Regions from separate parts of the Sus scrofa genome. Here region 1 is linked to region 2. The links are chromatin contacts, called in public HiChIP or PLAC-seq maps. All regions are on one chromosome and are shown on one strand. Each heading gives the region's core, a stretch centred on a gene start, on an enhancer-like site or on the middle of the called end of the contact. The rest is flanking DNA. Distances are from core to core; before and after follow the strand shown. Region 1 overlaps PPP4R1 (serine/threonine-protein phosphatase 4 regulatory subunit 1). Region 2 overlaps RAB31 (ras-related protein Rab-31).

Region 1 (6,848 bases), core at 47-2,546, 160 kb after region 2:
TGCATTTGAGAGATTTTGGTAATGCTGTCTTATGATTTCATCAATCCTCTTTCTAATTTGGCTCTTAAACCTGCTACGATTTAAATTTGTCAGGTTGTTCTTTCTGTCCATAATGCTCATGCTTTCACATCGTATCCACTGATTGATTGATTCGCCCAGCATTACTTATCAAGTACCTGTTATGTGCCAGATACTCTTCTAGGCACTGAGGATATACCAACAACAAACCAGACAAAAACCCAGCCTGGAAGAGCCAGGAGGCTGAGACACTTAGTACGTGAACTGCCTGTGGCAGGTGTCCTGCTGCCAAACAGACGGCCCCAGAAGCTTGAGCCTTTGGCTTTACTAAAGTCTGAGGGCATAGTTAACAATCATTCTGTCACTTGTGGTGACTGTGCCTGACTTTTCAAACTTTAGAAGGTGTGCTGAGGAAGTTTCCGTTGTGGCTCAGCAGTAACAAGCCCGACTAGAGTCCATGAGGTTGCGGGTTCGATCCCTGGCCTTGCTCAGTCAGTTAAGGACCCAGCGTTGCTGAGAACTCTGGTGTAGTTTTGCAGATGAGGCTTAGATCCCACGTTGCTGTGGCTGTGGCGTAGGCCAGCAGCTGTAGCTTCGATTCAATCCCTAGCCTAGGAACCTCCTTATGCCATGAGTGCGGCTCTAAAAAAAAAAAAAAAAAAAAAAAAAAAAAAGTGTGATGAGTTTTTAAAGGGGCCTTGAATGTGGATACCCTTTCTTTTCTAACTCTGCTCTTGTAGGCAGTCATTTCCTTCAAACTGTCAGAGAAAATCAACCTTTTTGAAAGGCAGTACTTTAACCCCAAATTGAAAACTAAGTTCTGACCAGGGACTAAACTAGTTATGTTGCATGATGTTTTCCTGACAGCTGGACAGTAAGATCTTGGGGGGAAAGCAGGGAGGTGCTGCCCAGAGGCCTTGAAGGGGGAGCTGCCCAGCCCCACCCCAACCCCAACCCCACCCCTGGTGTTGTTGGGCCCAATGCAGGAATTAGTTCTTCTGGCAGTTGCAGCCAGAAGAGTCATTCTATTTGTTGACTGAAAGCAATAAATGATTGGGGATTGCTGTTGCTTGTGGCAGAGTTAGAAGTTGTGAAGGTTTGGACCAGCTGCTCCAGCCTCTAAGGGAGAGAGGGAAAATCTGGGTTTCCAGGCGGCACTGCACGCGAGTCTGGGTTACTGGGGCAGGTGTCTGCACAGATCCCTGCTGGAATGGGCTCTGCTCCCGGGTCTTGGTCTGCGTGGCACATGAGGTCAGGCATGCTAAGGACCTGGCTCAGTCTCTCCCATTGGTCTGGCAGTGCATCTGCTGCCCTCTTGGCTCCAGTGGAGAACTGGGCATCAGGCTGTTCTGGAGCCGGTTTTATAAACTTTGTGCCAAGTTTTTGGTGGTTTTTTTTTTTTTTTTGAGAGCTGTGCCCATGGCATATGGAAGTTTCCAGGCTAGGGGTCAAATCAGAGTTACAGCCGCCAGTCTGTGCCACAGCAACACCTTATTTTTAACCCATGGAGCAAGGCCAGGGATCAAACCTGCGTCTTTATGGATACTAGACCGGTTCATTACTGCCGAGCCACAACAGGAATTCCCTGTACCAGTTTTTTGAAGAAGCTAACGTCACATGTGATGTACTTCAACTTCTGTGAACATACAAACCTAAAGATAAGGGTGAGCATCGACAGGCTGGAGTCCAGGGTCCCCTCTGATAAGTGACCCACATGGGGCATGTTCTGTGAGAGTCTCTGGTTTGTCAGGTGCTTCCCAGGAGCAGGTCAAATGAGGACCCCCACCACACACATACACACTCACACACACCTGTTGGGTGTACGTAGACAGAGCACCTGCGTGTGATGGACAGTGGGTCTCCTTTCGTGCGGTTGAGATCTCACTGTGGAAACAAAGGATTCCCAAGGGGTGTGGGGGCAAAGCGATGGAGGGGTTGGTAGAGATTGCAGCTGAAATTCGCCAAAGAACGAGGGCGCCTTCCGTGAGTAAATGTGGGTGATTAGACACCTTCACTTTGGCCTCTGCAGTAGGTCACCGTCCTGTATGTTCGCGTGTCTCTTTTGCCAGGGACCTCACGTACCATTGGCTAGAATGGTGCCAGGGCTGCGGCACGTCATAGGCCATCTAAATCAAGTGGTTACTCTGGTTGCTGTTAATGGTGTGGGACACTTTCTCATCTTTGTACTGAATACGTTGGAAGTTAAAATGTATAAATTTCTGAGCATCCAGGTGGATTGTTCCTTGACGTGATGCCAAACGCTATGTTTTTGGCTGAATTCCTCTTTTATTTGGGTGGGGAAGGAGGTTTATCTTAGCTTTGAATCACTTTTATAAAGAAAGTGCAACTCAACATCGACAAGACCATTTGCCAGACGTCAGGCTGCTGCTTGGTAACTTGTCGTTTTGGTGTCCTGCAAGCAGGGCGTTGCTTCATTGGGATCCCTGTGTTTGGGACCAGTCGCTAGTTTCATTTTCCAAAAGAATTAGAGAAAAACAGAGCGGACTGAGACGTGTGATGTTTGACTGTAACTGCCACAGAAACCCTTGTAACTGCCATTGTTTTCTGTTGGCAGGGCTTGCGGGGCTGCTCTCCTGCTAACTAGCTTAGTAAGTAAGCCTGTCGGTCTCGTCATGCATCACTGCAGCTAGTGCACTGACCCTGAGATTGACTCCAACACTAGCTAGCCCCTCTCTCCATACTAACGCCGAATAATGTGCAGTAGTGGATGAGCGTGGTTAATCTCACGGAAGCGTCTTAGTTTTTTCCTTTTTCTCTCGGAGAACTAATGATTTACCGCAGTAGAGGTTTTGTCCAGCTTCTGGGTGGCAGTGTCCCTAAGGGGCCTGCTCATCCTCCATTGCGGGAGCCTGCCGGGCAGGCCGTGCTCACTGTCTGTTCTGCCCACAGCGCAGGTGGACGTGCTGGCCGCTGCCCTGCGCGCCTCCAGCCTGGATGCCCGCGACGAGGCCTCTGAAGCCACCAGGAGGGCCACTCAGGACGAGCCGGCTACTGGCGAGCCCCCTGGCTGTGGACTGGGCCACGATGCCACCGGGCCACTCATCAGCGATGCTGTTGAGGTAACTTGCGTTCACAGCGAGCTGGGTGGGCCCGGAGGCTTTCATGGGTCACAGGGGCGTGGCACGCCCTCGGCAGCGTGTTCTCACCTCCCCCTTAGCGTCACGTCGTCATCGTCACCACATCCCGTCCCTGTGACTTGAGTGTCACGTTGGGTGCTTGGAACAGGGATCCCTTGCAGGCCTCCAGCAGCCTCATCCTTAACCTAGCTCACTGCAGTGAGATGGTCTTACTGGAAGCAAAGCCCTTTATCAGGAATAATTAACTCTTCCCTTTTCTTTCTGGAGAGGTGCTTTGTTTCTGGGCGGACCCTTTCACTGCCTCGAGCAGCGCAGTATCTGAGCGGAAGATCGGGACTTGAGGCCAAGTTGCGGGATTATCTGGACTCTGGAGTGTGAGGGTGGGTACTGTTTCCAGCATCACCTGCCCATGTGCCTGGAGCTGCTCTGTGCCCTCCTGCCCTCATTTCCTGCCACATCCACGCCAGCATCACCTGGCGTCAGTGTTTCCCCTCCCATGTTTATGTAAACAGGGAGGAGGAACAGGCTGCTGGGAGCCAGGGTCAAGTGGTCGCAGATCAGAGCAGCCCAAAGGCTGAGCTCAGAGAGGAGTCATCGCGCCCCCAGGGGCACCATGTCAGAGGCTCTGGCAGAGTTTGATTTGCTTTCTGCGAAGTGAGGCCCGCTAGAGTTAGAAGGGTTGTTTAATAGCAGTGCTTCAGGGCGAAACCCTGACCAGTTAGCATCTTTAGAGACTGGAATACTGTGTGTCTGCGTTCTAGAAGGTGTTCTGTTTTCATTTGGGGGTTTGGTGGGGTGGGGGGAGCTGTTAAAAAAGTAAATTTGTGTAATTAGAAATAGCCGGGAATGGAAACCGTAGAAGAGAAACCACACATGACCTACCGTAAGACAGTAGACTGGACCGCCCTCTCTAAGTACTGTTTTATTAATAAGCTAATTATCAATGTTTGGGACATCTGAAAATCACTTGTAAATTTACTTTTTAATGACATTCATTCTGGAATTTATTTTCATACATTCAGCAACTTCCTCTGCAAGTTCGATGTAAGGCAGGGGAAGTCCTTATGGGTCTTAGGTTTGTTGATAAGCATTTAAAAGTGTAAGGAATCTACATGTATTCTTATCTTTTGGCAGTCCTGAAAGGTAAGTAACTTAGAAAGGTAGTTTAAATGAAGGGAACTGACAGGGTGGTTCTTCAAGTGACTTTTTTCCTGGCAGACCCTGGACTCCGCCCTGTGCTACATTCGAGATGATTCGGACTTGAGCAGCAACAGCGGTTTTAGTCCTGATGAGGAAAGGCGATCTAAAGTGCAGGTAAGTGACCAGAAATGCTGTATTTTGGGTGGGTGTCGTTAATTCCACTTTACAACCCATTTGTCACCATACTTGGCCTTCCTTATCATGAATGTTTTGAAAATCAGGACTAGTGTAGCACAGCTTTACTAAGAGGAGTCTAGCAGTGGCGTAAATACAAGCAGAAACCTTCCCTCTCACACCCGTGACTGCAGTGGTTCGGTCCCTGTGTGATTCTGCTGAGACCTTCTGCGGGCAGAGCTCCCTAGGTGCGCCTCCGTCAGCAGCATCGGGCCTGCCTGCATCCCCATTGTGCCCAGTTGCCAAGGGCTGTGAGATGAGCACAGAGAGAAATGCTCAAAGCTGCAGGTCAACCCATGTCAGAGATTTTAAACATTGGGGAAGGTGTGTGTGGGACCTGGGGATGTGTGCTCTGTGCCTCGGGGCTCTGCTGCAAGTGGGGGATGTGCAGGCTGGTGGAGCTGTTCAAGAACCTGCCTGTGATTTGCTTCGGGACCCTGGATCCCAGGGTGTCTGTTCTTTATGTTTGTTCTGTTTGTTAAAAATGGAGTCGGCATTCATAGTGTTTTAAAACAAGCTTTTCACCACTTCTGTCGTAGACATTTTCAAGCCAGTATGTGCAGATTGTCTCACTCCTTTAATGAATTTGTTTTATTTTTAGAAAGTAGATAATAAGCTGACAGAATTCACCTCCCTTCTCAGCTTTTCTCCCCAGCAGCCACTTTGCTTTTCCCCCAAAGGCACCCAGTTTTCCCTTTCTTTGCAGCTCCTTCCAGAGCTCTTAGACGTAGGGAAGCAGCTGTGCCTGTGTTCCTCCTGTCCTCACAGTGATGCAGATGGTGGGATGCGTATACTCTCTGTTTCTGTTGATGTTAAATTTTTATCTACAGGAGTTCCCGTCGTGGCGCGTGGTTGGCGAATCCGACTAGGAACCATGAGGTTGCGGGTTCGGTCCCTGCCCTTGCTCAGTGGGTTAACGATCCGGCGTTGCCGTGAGCTGTGGTGTAGGTTGCAGACATGGCTCGGATCCCGCGTTGCTGTGGCTCTGGTGTAGGCCGGTGGCTGCAGCTCCGATTCGACCCCTATCCTGGGAACCTCCATGTGCCGTGGGAGCGGCCCAAAGAAATAGCAAAAAAATAAATAAAAAATAAATTTTTATCTACAGGCAGCAGTGGTGATGGTTTTTAAATCCTTGTTAGGACAGTGCAGAGGAGAGCCAGATGTACCGCGTTCCTAAGTTACACCAGACCCTGTAATTTTCGCCACCATTGAAAGGTGCTGGTCTTATTTCTTTCTTTCTTTCTTTCTTTTTTTTTTTTTGTCTTTTTGCTATTTCTTGGGCCGCTCCCGCGGCATATGGAGGTTCCCAGGCTAGGGGTCCAATCGGCGCTGTAGCCACCAGCCTAGGCCAGAGCCACAGCAACGCGGGATCCGAGCCATGTCTGCAACCTACACCACAGCTCACGGCAACGCCGGATCGTTAACCCACTGAGCAAGGGCAGGGACTGAACCCGCAACCTCATGGTTCCTAGTCGGATTCGTTAACCACTGCGTCACGACGGGAACTCCCTGGTCTTATTTCTAATGTAGCATTTAAATTTGGTAAGCAGTTGTAATCGTCCTCTAAGCTGTTTTCTGTATTAAGATCGTTGGTTTTTCTCCCAGAGTTGGTTTTACTTAGTTACGCGAGTATTTCCCCAGCACGTTTTCTTACCTCTTTGCAATTACTGGATCCCTGAACCTGTGAGGTTGGATTTCCTCTACTGCCTGAGGTGCTGTGTTAAATCCGTGTGTTTAAGTGAGCACCTGATTGACCTCTGAGCCTCTGCCTGTCTTCCCTAGGACGTGGTGCCCCAGGCCCTGCTGGATCAGTATCTGTCCATGACCGACCCCTCCCGGGCACAGACGGTGGACACAGAGATCGCCAAGCACTGCGCCTACAGCCTCCCGGGTGTGGCACTGACGCTGGGCCGGCAGAACTGGCACTGCCTCAGGGAGACCTACGAGGCCCTGGCCTCTGACATGCAGGTGAGGGACCTCCAGCCCTGCTTCCCGAGCCCACACACTCGCTTCCCCTCCTGCCTGCCTTTTTGTTTAAAGCTCTAGAAATTAGCACCACATTTGACCGGCTGAAGTTCCTAACTCATGACTGCACTGTTGTCTAAAGTTTATGTGTAAATTAGTTCCTGAGAATGTAGGGCTTCTCCTCCCCCAAGAAACAGCATTTTAAGTGCTTCTTCCAGGATAATTTTCAACCTCAGCAGATCTCCAGTTGGTCACCACTGCCGGGGTCTGGGTCCTGTGGGCAGCGGACAACCCAGGGTGGGTAGGAGAAGCTTGGCGAGGGTGCGTCTGTGTATGTGTTGCGCACACACGCATGTGCATATTTGTGTATGTGTGTGTGCACATGTGTGTGCA
Region 2 (6,686 bases), core at 3,484-5,983:
AATAATTAACCTAGAACGAGCATGTTCACAATACATGCATTTCCAGAAACATGGAAATTTCTAGAAGGGTCTAAGAAGTATAGTAACACGCTACATTGTTTGGGTAGAATAGAACTGGCTTTGTTCAAAACTTTAGCACTCTAAAAATACATAATCTATTTTTCTAGGTATGGCCCTGTAAGAACAATGAATTCTAACTACTGCATTTCTAACATTTTCTCTCTAGAATCTGATGGCTGCAGAACAACCTCCAGTTTTGCTCAACTGTACAAAGGCCACTTCTTTCTCTGATAAATAATTATTTAAAGCTGATTTAGGATAGGGGTCCAGTATGTATTGGAAACAGGATACATGCGTTTTTCTCCACCCTCCAAATCCTTAACAAATGGTTTGAGGAATCAAAAACACAGATTCACATGGTCAGAGAGACAGAAGAAATGCCATCAGCCAAGTGACAAAAGCGAGAAGCAGTGGGTAGTGGGGGGTGGTGAGAGAGAAGCCGGAGCCCAGGGGCCTGCAGGTGGGGAGGGCAAGTCCACCCCGCTCATATTCCCTGATCGTTTGGACAGCTGGAGGGTGACGTTGCTGCAGAGTTAAGTGAAAAGATTTACAGACCATACCCTGGGCAGCCCAGGCCGCTCAGAGGATGTGAGAGGTTGACTTGGGGAACCTGTATCAGACTTGGGCTGCTCGGGACCCCACACACACAGCTCAGAGGGCCCTGGACTACTCCCCGCCCTGTGCAAGCCCAGACTGGAGAGGCCAGGCACTCCTCTGCAGAGGAAGGACTGCGGACCCTAATTTCGGAGTCCCCAACTCCAGGCCACGTCTACACCTGCCAACAGGCCCCAGGGCAGATGGCTTTGGGGATGCGTTTTGTTTTTGGGCTACATCGTGGCATGAAGAAGTTCCCAGGCCGGGGTCGAACTTGCACCACAGCAGTAACCCAAGCTGCTGCAGTGACAATGCCAAATGCTTAACTAGCTGTGCTATGTGGGAACCCCCAAAGCTTTTTAATATTTGAAAAAGAAAGTGTCAGACAAGAAATACCAGACATTTATACTCATTTAAAAAAAAAAAGAGCAGGATGTGAATTTAGATCATTCATAAAGTAAGAAGGAGGAGTTCCCGTTGTGGCTCAGTGGATTAAGAATCCAACTAGTATCCATGAGGATGTCGGTTCAATCCCTGGCCTCACTCAGTGGGTTAAGGATCCAGCATTGCCACAGGCTGTGGCGTAGGTTGCAGATGTGCCTTAGATCTGGGCATTTCTGTGGCTATGGTGTAGGCAGGAAACTGCAGCTCCGATTAGACCCCTAGCCTGGGAACTTCTCTACGCCACAGGTACAGCCTGAAAAAGAAAAAGAAGAAAAAGAAAGAAAGAAGGACTCCTCAGAAATGAAAAATATGATGGTGGAAATGGATGTTTCAAAGGAAGTTATATGTTAAAGTGAAGAGACCACCCAAGAAGTAGGACAAAACAGGACAGAGCCACTGCCCCCAGCTGCCAGCAGCTGCCCCTCTAGGAATGGCCACAAGAAGATGCCAGGAACTTGGAACAGGGCACTCTGGTCAACCTGCTTCTCTGAGAGGGTCGCAGAGACTTGAGACTGAAGGTAGGAGGGAAGCGGGACACATTTAGCTCAAGAAGGAAAAACAGCCATACGCGTCTCTTATATTAAAGGTATAACTTCAAAAGCCTATAGAACAAAGAGAAAACGCTGACTCTCAGAGAAAGGTGTTTTTCTTTAGATGCTAAAATATGAGCTGAGTTTTGTGACCTTGGTCACCTGAATTATATGCATGGCCTCTGGCTTCTATGTTGGGGACACTATTCCAGCAAACGAGGGCGAGACGGCTGTTGGCTTGTGATTGTCATCAGAAAATCCTCATGTAGTACAGCCTGCACCAGTTCTGAGCCCATGAACACAACCGTGCCAAACGCCCTGCTCTGCGGTGTGCAGTTCAAGGACAGAGGACAGGATGGGGACATCAGCTCCTGAGACTCCACATCAACGTCGCTATTTCTGAGCTGTGCCTTGGGGTGGATTCCAGCTAACAGATCTGGGTCCCCAAAACCAGAGCCCCTCCTTCCCCCCTCAGCTGCCTTTACCCACCCCATGGATGGGCAGGTCCTTGTCATCCTGCTGTCCTCGCAACCCCAGCAACCCTGAACACAGAAGACCTGAGCTCCCACCCAGCTGGGACCGTGTCCCTTCTGACAGCACCCCTGCCAGCAGCACAGCGTGTGCCCTAAGTGAGGGGCTGGCATCCAGGGCTCTGGCCACACTGGCCACACCATGCTCCAGGGGCACATTTTAAAGTCCATGCATGCACTCTCCCCAAAGGCTCTGCTCAAAACAGCCCAAGGGTCCTACAAGGGCAGCCCTTAAAATACCTTTAGAGATGAAACTTTCCAAAGCCATCTTGAAAAGTATTCCTCGGAGTTCCCATCATGACTCAATGGAAATGAATCTGACCAGGATCGACAAGGACACAGGTTTGATCCCTGGCCTCGCTCAGTGGGTTAAGGATCCAGCGTTGCCAAGAACTGTGGTATAGGTCGCAGACACAGCTCAGATGTGGCATTGCTGTGGCTGTGGTGTAGGCCAGTGGCTACAGCTCCTATTCAACCCCTCACCTGGAAACCTCCATATGCCACAGGTATGGAGACAAAAAAAGAAAGAAAGGGGAATATTCCTCTGTACTCATCATATTCTATGAACTCAAGCTAAAACACCACTTTTCTGAGTACTTAAAGCAGCCAGCCTGCTTGAATTTAGATTTAAGGTAATTCTTCCACCAAATACAGTTGGTGTTTCTTTACTTTTTACAATTTAACTCCCAGCATCTCTCTCTCTTATACAGTTGACAAGAAAGAAGCAACAGGGCAAAAGGACAGTGCAAGTTCTAATTTGTCTCCAAAAACAAAATATTCTTACAAAGCACAGCTTAAATCATCTTCCGGGGGCCAGTGGCTTTGTGATGACCTTGGGGCCTCGTCTCCCAGGCCTGCTGTTCCCCAGCCGGCCACGAGGGGAAGGCCCTGCCCACAGATGGCAGAGATGAGCCAAGCGGATGCCAGTCTCATGCATCACGCAGCTTGGTGACTTCCTTTGCCTTCCTTTAGACAGTGACACAAAGGAGGAAAAGGACCATCCCGCGGGAAAATGAGGAGGTCCGAGGCAGGACATCCTGGGTGGATAAAGGAGTCGGTGGAGGACAAGGAGGGACTGGAGGACCAGGCCGCCCTCCACGGCTCCTTCACGTCCGGTGGACGTGACTCCATCCGCTTCCTAAGATGGTAAGGCCGTCGCAGCCCCTCGCCCAGCCTCCCGGTTTTGCAAGAGAGGAAGCTGCCAGGCGTCCTGCTGGCTAGAGAGGCAGAATCTAATTTTTGAAATTTTTAGACATCCTTAAAGGCTCTTACCAGATTCAACTTGCCAAATGTAAATTTCACCTTAAAAAAAAAAAAAAAGTCTATTTCTAGGACCCGCAAGGGGTACTTCTTTTACTACCACTTTCCAGCCTGACCTTCCACAGGGGAGTCACATGTCCTAAAAACACATTTGCCAGGTTCTGCCCCAAATGAAAGGAGGCATATTTCCAACTAGCAGGGAGGTGTGAGGAGAAAACCACCTCTGACCCCACCAACCAGGGGTCAGACCCGTGTAATCCTCTGGGGTGTCGGTCAGCGTTTCCTGTCTTGCCATTTGTGAGGCTGACACCAGGGCTGTGCTGGGGCCAAGCTCCTTCCAGGGAAATGGCTCCCTCTGACGTTCCTCCCCAGAGGTTACTGCTATTTGGGGCGAACAATACCATTCTCCGAGGAGCACCGCTTACTCCACACACTGCTCTGTGAACAGTCACGGTTACTGATCACACGTTAATCTGGAATAACGGAGTCACCAAGCCACAAACTTTCAGCTGCTGCCATGTGAATCGCTGGGCATCACTTAATTCACTCCTGGACTATAGCAGCAGACTGCAAGTGGGGGTTCCACTGCTCAAGAGAGAGAACGGTAGGAATTCTACCGGAAACGAATCCCACTGGGAACCATGAGGTTGGGTATTTGAACCCTGGCCTCGCTCAGTAGGTTAAGGATCTGGCATTGCCGTGAGTTGTGGTGTAGATCGCAGACACAGCTCCAATCCCCTGTTGCTGTGGCGGTGGTGTAGGCCAGCAGCTGTAGCTCCACTTGGACCCCTAGCCTGAGAACCTCCATATGCCACAGGTGTGTCCCTAAAAAAAAAAAAAAAGAGAGAGAGAGAGAATGGTAAACCCCAGGCAGCTATGTCCCTACCATGTGACCTGCACCAGGGGAAGACATCAGAGGTCATCTCAGGACATGGTACTGGAGGAACCTAACTGGGCTCATAAAACTAGGAGATACTAAGCACGTGCTATTTTAAACTGCTAAGGTTTTTCATTGAGCCATCATTGTCATTCAAAATTATATGAGTTTTAGGTGGACAGCACACTGATTTTAAGTCACCAGATTTGGGGGCAACTTGTTACCCAGCAGGGGGTAACAAATACAGATGAGTGAGCAACATCTATCAAGCACAAAGCTGAACCAATGTTATGTAATTCATGCGGCAAGCTGGTGAAGTGAGGCTACCCTGCTCCTTTTGAAGGGAGGAAATTCAAGCTGAGGACAAGTCAGAAATGTGAGAGGTCAGCCCTCCATGGATGATGAGGGCAAAGTTGTGCAAGACCCACACAGCCCCGCCCTGAGAGCAGCGATTCTGAACATTCCCCAGGAGCCCATGCGGGGGCGGGAAAGGACAGACACTGCGGGATTTAATGCCAAAGCCTGGTCAGAGTAAGGTAAGCAGCGAGGGTAAAGCTGCAGTCAACAGGTGAAGTGATGGTGGCCAGAGAGCTACAGGGAAGGCAACCATTCGATCTTGGGAAAAACCTCTGGGGCAGATGCCATGGCATCCATGACCAGAAAGCAGAGTGCAGCAGCCACAGTGCGAGTTTCCCATCCCCTCACAGACACTGCAGAGCTGCCTTGAGTAGTCAGCTCCACAGCCCATTCCTTAAAGTGCTTCTTCATCTCCTTGGAAACATTCTCCTGCATCAGGTACCCTTTCCCTACACGGTGAGTCACAGGGATCTGGCGCCAGCGGTGGGCTCTTTGGGGTCCTCCCCACTTCCCACTCTGAGCACCTGGCGCCCTTAGGAACAGGACACAGGTTCTCCCCTCTGGACCAATCATGGCCAGGATGCTGTGCTGCTTGATGGAGTGAGAAAGGAAGTGGGGAGGACGCAGTGCCTGGGTATTTCCTTCTCTCTGGCTTTAGACAATCCTAACCTACCTCTGAGGACTGTTCTAAAGCCCCACTCGTGAAGCCATCCTGGGTCTCAGGAAAGTCTCAGATGAGAGGCAACAGTGGTTCCACAGTTACTGCTCTGACACCGCGGCAAATGTGTCACTGGAACGCCGGTCTTTCTCACCAAGCTTGCCGCGTGCAGCCAGGGCTCCTGGGCAGACACAGTCCTGGTAGGACCCCCAGCCCATAGATCACTCATGCCATCTCACCCTCCTTAGGATGGTCTGGCACTGCCACACCTGCCCTGGCATTCAAGTGGGAGGTGCAGCCACAAATGCCAAGAGCCCTGGGACTCAGAGGGGAGACGCTGCCCTCCAGCCTCCCCTCATCCATCAGCCTGGACTTTGTCCCACGGGCAGTAGAACTGACCCACTAGGGATGCAAATTTAAGAAGCCTGGGAGGAAACCAAACACTGGAACAGAGGCACTGAGGAGGCTGTTCTCTTGCCGGCTGCATTTTTCTTGAGCACCCACTATGTCCTGGCATTTTCAGAGATGACGAGGGCCAGTCTGTTGGAGCTAAGACTCCACATCAAGAGCTCAGCTGTACATCCCAACTATGATGCGCTTGCCAGCTGGCACGATCAGACCCTCAGTCAGGTGAATGAACACTCTCTGCTTCGCTGACCCCAAGCCGAGATCCAGTGGGATGTAGACAGTTACCTGCTGATTCTTAATCAAGACAGTAGATTACAGCAGATGGACATTCACCCTTCTCAACTGCAAACAGTCAATATACCTCAAGGTTTTTATAACCTGTGGATTCTAGACACTGTTCACGTCTTAGCCACCTGCCTGACTCGATTAAATTATAACAGCGTTTGACCCACAACACATGAGGAATCATCCTATACATGTTGATGGTCAGCTACCTCTGGCCCCAGACTCAATTCCCACATCATTGTCCAGTAAAGGGACTTGCACGAAGGGATGAAGTATGTCAGAGGGAAGGGGCTGGGTCCACAGACTGTGAGAAAAACCATCCCCGTAACTATCATGATGCTGTGACTTTCTTACGGTCTGGTTCCTTCAATCATCTGGCATTTCTGCAAGGGTCTCACAGACTCCACAAAACACACATAAAAGGCAGCTGTGGAAAAGTAATTTCCAACTGGAGGGAAATTACTACCACCTCACTTTCAATCTATGATCTTTGGGAATAAACACTAAACTATCACACTTGGTTTAAGAAAGGTGACTGGGGAGTTCCCGTCGTGGCGCAGTGGTTAACGAATCCGACTAGGAACCATAAGGTTGCGGGTTCGGTCCCTGGCCTTGCTTAGTGGGTTAATGATCCGGCGTTGCCGTGAGCTGTGGTGTAGGTTGCAGACACGGCTCGGATCCCG

What was found. HiChIP or PLAC-seq counts read pairs in DNA pulled down with a chosen protein or histone mark.
Region 1: an H3K27ac HiChIP or PLAC-seq map of skeletal muscle shows a contact between it and region 2, with 4 times the contacts expected there. The contact joins two enhancer-like sites. A contact is called at or near these places in 1 of 5 promoter capture datasets (liver), 13 of 47 Hi-C or Micro-C datasets (alveolar macrophages, blood, brain and 9 more) and 2 of 2 datasets of contacts at active chromatin or transcription factors (alveolar macrophages and skeletal muscle).

What each region holds. Positions count from the first base shown.
Region 1 is chr6:98,523,330-98,530,177 of Sscrofa11.1, forward strand. It overlaps PPP4R1 (serine/threonine-protein phosphatase 4 regulatory subunit 1), which reads left to right. Exons shown (of 20, transcript XM_021096060.1): 12 at 2,929-3,098; 13 at 4,335-4,430; 14 at 6,273-6,458. Among named protein-coding and RNA genes, the nearest start is that of PPP4R1, 64 kb to the left of the region's middle. Within about 2 kb of position 1,297, at least 5 of the 83 cell types and tissues checked have an H3K27ac peak or open chromatin away from gene starts, as enhancers often do. A contact at or near this core is called in skeletal muscle, where this site is marked.
Region 2 is chr6:98,354,913-98,361,598 of Sscrofa11.1, forward strand. The region is part of intron 1 of RAB31 (ras-related protein Rab-31); the gene reads right to left. Among named protein-coding and RNA genes, the nearest start is that of RAB31, 28 kb to the right of the region's middle. Within about 2 kb of position 4,734, at least 17 of the 83 cell types and tissues checked have an H3K27ac peak or open chromatin away from gene starts, as enhancers often do. A contact at or near this core is called in skeletal muscle, where this site is marked.